Regions from separate parts of the Sus scrofa genome. Here region 2 is linked to region 1. The links are chromatin contacts, called in public Hi-C maps. All regions are on one chromosome and are shown on one strand. Each heading gives the region's core, a stretch centred on a gene start, on an enhancer-like site or on the middle of the called end of the contact. The rest is flanking DNA. Distances are from core to core; before and after follow the strand shown. Region 1 has its middle 580 kb from the start of CBLB. Region 2 has its middle 440 kb from the start of CBLB.

Region 1 (2,700 bases), core at 40-2,539:
ATAGAAGATAATATAAAAAGATCTTGTATGTATATGGATGACTGAGTCACTTTGCTGTACAGCAAAAATGGCACAACATTGTAAATCTACTATACTTGAATTAAGAAAAAAGAATTCCCATCAAATGAACTAGGGAAAATTTTATGCATCTTCCTTCATGATGATTAATAAGCTCACTTTTTGTTATCTAATACTATATTCTTGAATTTTTCTATTGCTTTTAAAAATTACTTAGGTAATCTACGCTTGTTTAAAAACATTATTCTTACATAATATGAAAAATGAAGAATAGTATAAAATTAGTTGTGTTGCCAAGAGGAAAAGTCTTCTATATTATGTCCTTACCCCATGGAAGAGCCAATATTTGTGAGCTTTTTTTATGTGCATTCATTCAAAGCAGATACACTGTTTTTTGGTATAAAATATAAGATCATACTATATAGTGTGGTAATTTAATAGACTACATTGCTCATTCATTGCATCCTGAATTAGATGTCTTGACTTTTGTTTTATTTATTTTTATTTTTTAGAGCAAAGTGGCATGAAATTTTTTATTGATTTTTGAACTGGGAAAATTCTTACATGATCATTGGTGTGCTTTAACATTTTCATCAAAAGAAAACTGAGCCTGAGCCAAGGAAAAGGACTTTTGAGGGTCATGTAGATTTAGACATGTATCATTCAGTGGAAGCAGGAGGGGTGAAAAAATGGTTTGGAAGACAAGTGGTTAATTTTCAGGAAGCTAAAACTTAAAGGAGTAGAGGAAAAGCAACTGCTTCTCTATGTCATCCATTGCTTTGAAATTTTACATGAAGTATCAGAGGAAAAAGGAGAATAGTTTGTCATTGGGTAGACAGGTCAGATTTTTATACGTCATCAGCCACAATATATTATCTCCTGGGTGTCTTCCTGATTTCCTTTCATTTTTTTTTCTTTCTTTGCTAATACTCACATGTTACAGTAGTTCTGTGCCAGTGGAGAAGTAGATAGAAAACAAATACATACACACACTGACTTCCCCCACATCCCAGTTATTTTTAGTAAAACCTCTGTTAGCAGCATCCTTCAGTGAGCTGTGAAGGTTAGTAAGCAGTTACTGCTCAAACTTTATTTCAAGTGAAGCTGAAAGATTTTTTTAAAAAGCAAGAAGGGGAATTCCCATCATGCTGCAGCAGAAATGAATCTGACTAGAAACCCTGACCCTGACCTTGCTTGATAGGTTAAGGATCCTGCTTGCCATGAGCTGTGGTATAGGTTGCAGACGTGGCTTGGATCTGGCATTGCTGTGCCTGTGGTATAGGCTGGCAGCTGTAGCTTTGATTAGACACCTAGACTGGGAACCTCCATATGCCATGGGTGTGGCCCTAAAAAGAAAAAAAAAAGCAAGAAAGCATATTTTCAAGAATAAGTTGATGACATGGTAAAGTAAAAAGAAGTGTGAGAAATGTTCAGTGAGTAATGTTATGCTCCCATGCTTTGGGAATTTAAACCACGATCACTTAGTAGGTGGCACGTAGCCCAAGTGATATCTGAAGCCTTGAAAACATTGCTCTCAGTCAGAAAGCCACAAACACTGGGCTGCGTTTGTAGATTCCAGTGACAGCTCTAGGCTTGGCAGACATGGGAAATTTGTCTTTATTGTTACTAAGGGATTCCAACACACATTCTTTGGAAAGTAGAGAATGACCATCTGTTGTGGATAGGTGCCATTGTCTGTTGTGGCTTTGGGTTTTTTTTTGTTGTTGTTATTTTTCTTTATTTTTTAAAATGATTTTTATTTTTTCCAGTATAGCTGGTTTACAGTGTTCTGTCATTTTTCATTTTTTCATTATTTATTTATTTATTTATTTATTTTTATTTCCCCAATACATTATTTTTTTTTCTACTGTACAGCATGGGGACCCAGTTACACATACATGTATATATTCTTTTTTCTCACATTATCATGCTCCATCATAAGTGGCTAGACTACTGTACAGCAAAGTGACCCAGTCACACATGCATATATACATTCTTTTTCTCACATTATCCTCCATCATGCGCCATCATAAGTGACTAGATACAGTTCCCAGTGCTATAGGGCAGGCTCTCATTGCTTATCCATTCCAAAGGCAATAGTTTGCATCTATTAATCCCAGATTCCCAGTCCATCCCACTTAAATGAGAGTTGAAATGTTTATTTTAGGTTCTCTCTTGTTTTTGTTTTCATTTTGTTTGTTTTTATTTTTTGCCACCAGGCAATGTGTGGCAGTTCCTGGGCCAGGGATCAAACCTATACCACACAGCAGCAACCAGAGCCAAAGCAGTGAAAACACAGGAGCCTCAACCCACTAGGCCATCGGAGAACTCCCTGATCTTACTTTTTTTTTTAACATGCTGTTGCATTGGTTTGGATTTGCCCCCGAATTACTTACATTGAAAGGAAAAAAAAAAGCTACATTTTGGCTTAGTCAGTTATCTCCTTTGCAGCTTAGTATACAAATGTATGCTAAAGGAAAAAGAGAACTAACTATAAAATATAGGCTGAGAATTATGAATTGAGTAACGAAGCAAATTCCACAAAGTTCTAGCTTGATTTCAGCATTGGTGTTACATTCAGTAGTGAACTTTGTCTACTGGTAGGTGTCAGAGGAATTGGAGGAAATGTCTTAGGGCCATTTGCTTTCCTACTATGTTTCTTTATTATGCATGCATCTACCA
Region 2 (2,700 bases), core at 7-2,506, 140 kb after region 1:
CCATTCAGCATTATTCCAGAATTATATGCATCTTCTTCTCTGGTCTAATTTCCTTTGAAGAACAGCAAAAGAAGTAAATGGCTTTTTTTTTTTTTTCACTTAAGCCATAAATCAGAGTCCTCTCAACTATGCTGGTATCTGAGGTTGTAGGGCTCCCTTTAGAATGACAGTGTCCAATTATAAGCAAACACTGGCTGTTATCCCCAAGGAAAAGAGAATTCAAAGGATCTGTGAGATAGCACATAGCAAAATAACCTGATGGTTTGATAACTTTTTGACATCTCAATGTTTATTTAGTGCTAATAGTGATAGGCTATATCCATGTCTAAGTGGAATTCATAATTTAAAAGGGCAAGTTTAAAACACCATGTGCTAAGCCTGGATAAAAGGAGTATGACTAGCCGGATGCTTTTAAAAAAATTATATGATTATCTGGAAAGCCCTGTTATCAAGATTTTTGTTGTTATTTATGGAAGAATATTACTTTTTATCCCACTTCTTAGGATCTCATATTTTTTTAATTCCTTAAAACTCTTCACTTAATATTTACATCTTCCTTATTAAAATTCCAAAATTCAAGCGCTCCCAAGTCTTAGAGTTTAAGTGTTTCATGGTAAATTCTTCCCTAACTTGAATCAAATAGCAGTGAAATTTCACCTGAGCTTACATGAAGCTATTCATGTTCTTTATCCACTTGATAGGAATATTGATACACTGAATTCCATTGTCTTTGATTATAGAACACTGACCCAGGTTTAGAAGGGGCATAATGTAATGTATAGTAAATGCCCTTCGTTACGTTTGTGAAATTGGAAAAGTGCTATATTCTGAAATATTTATCTCCAAGGAACTCAGTTAAGTGACAGTGAAACTATATTATATTCTACCACCTGATCCTGGTTTTTCTTATAATTAAGTTTACATGTTTAGGATTAGAAGTTTTGAGATAGAAACTTAATTCTTTTTTTTTTTTTCCTGTAAGAAAGATCACTTCTGCCTTTTCTATTCTTTCCAGATCCAGTTCCTATCTAAAGAAGCCTCAGACTAGCCTTTAAAAGTATTACATGAAAGAGATTTTTAAGGATGAAATGTAAAAATTCTGAAAGAGATATGTAGACCTGAATCTGCGATTCTTCATAAAGCCAAGAGCTGCCTGTTTCGTAAAAACAGGACTAGTCATGTTTCACCCACTGACTAAATAAACTACAAGGAAGAATGCAGCCTGTCAGAGGTTATGGGTAGAAATAGTCACATATCAGGAATTTAAACTCTAGCCTGGGTCATTCCTAAGTAGATGAAGTTCACATCACACTATCCATGGTATGGAATGCTAACCTCAGAAGTCAGAATGAATCATTTCCATTGGTTCTTTATTGCTGTATAGCAAATTACCACAAACCTAGAGGTTTAAAACAATGTCTGCTTTTAAACTCACAGTGCTCTAGGCCAAAGACCGAGCCGACTCAGCTGGTTGCTCTGCTTGGGGTCATGCAAGGACAAAATCAAGGTGTCAGCTGGGCTGAGCTGTTATCTGGACATCCCAGGAAAGAATTTGCTTCCCAGTTCATTCAGGTTGTTGGAAGAATAAGTTCTTTGTAGGTATAGATTGGAGGTACTTGCTCCTTTTCTGCCTTTAATTATATCTGAAAAATTTCTTTGCCAGTGTTTCTGCCAGTGTTCAATCAGAGAAACAGAAAAGGAGACCTGCCTCAAGGGATTTATTGCAAGAATTGGCATAGGTGAGTGTGAGGATTGGCTCGGAAAGTCTGAAATCTGTAGGACAGCTTGGCAGGGAGAGCAGGCTGGAATGGTAGTCCACATACAGGATTTCTTCTGAGAAGTCTCAGTTCTGCTCTTAAGACCTTTCAACTGATTAAATCAGGCGCACTCAGACTAGCTGGGCTAATCTTACTTACTTAAAGTCAGCTCATTATGACTTTAATCAAATCTACAAATACCTTCAGAGAAACTCCTAGATTACTCTTTGATTGACTAACTAGAGACTATAACTAAGCCAAATTGGCGTATAAGTTAACCATTACAGCCCTGTAATATAACATAATCATAAGGTAACATCGGGAGATATGGGTCATGGGGCCCATCTAGAGTTCTGGCTACTATACAACTGAAGCTCCTTAGACACAAAAGAAATAAACCACTCTACAGAGAACCTCCCATGTCAGAGCAAGAACTTTAGATTCTCCGAAGAATCCTAATAAAAATGAACTCATGTTAAATAATTGTATATCAGATGAGGAAACTATCACCTTAAGGAAGAATTGGTGACATAGCAAGGAGAGGACTAACACCAAGAAATGGAAGCAACATTACAATCTAAAATAAAATATGAATACTCAATTGGTAAATGATTAAAACTTTTTTTCAAAGAATAGAAATCACAATGAAAGTACTAAACTGCCATAGATGAGCAGGAAAGTTTAGGGTAGGAAGAAATTCAACAATAAGAAATAAAATAGGAGTTCCCGTCATGGCACAGTGGAAATGAATTAAACTAGGTTTCGTTGTGGGTTTATCCCTGGCCTTGCTCAGTGGGTTCAGGATCTGGCGTTGCCATGAGCTGTGGTGTAGATCACAGACACGGATCAGATCTCGAGTTGCTGTGGCTGTGGTGTAGGACAGAATCTGTATCTCTAATTGGACCCCTAGCTTGGGAACCTCCATATGTCATGGGTGTGGCCC

What was found. A called contact is a pair of places that touch in the nucleus more often than the background predicts.
Region 2: a contact with region 1 is called in a Hi-C map of embryonic fibroblasts, with 2.4 times the contacts expected there. The contact joins two enhancer-like sites. A contact is called at or near these places in 3 of 47 Hi-C or Micro-C datasets (adipocytes and embryonic fibroblasts).

What each region holds. Positions count from the first base shown.
Region 1 is chr13:152,902,757-152,905,456 of Sscrofa11.1, forward strand. No RefSeq gene overlaps it. Among named protein-coding and RNA genes, the nearest start is that of CBLB, 580 kb to the right of the region's middle. Within about 2 kb of position 1,290, at least 6 of the 83 cell types and tissues checked have an H3K27ac peak or open chromatin away from gene starts, as enhancers often do. A contact at or near this core is called in embryonic fibroblasts, where this site is marked.
Region 2 is chr13:153,043,240-153,045,939 of Sscrofa11.1, forward strand. No RefSeq gene overlaps it. Among named protein-coding and RNA genes, the nearest start is that of CBLB, 440 kb to the right of the region's middle. Within about 2 kb of position 1,257, at least 12 of the 83 cell types and tissues checked have an H3K27ac peak or open chromatin away from gene starts, as enhancers often do. A contact at or near this core is called in embryonic fibroblasts, where this site is marked.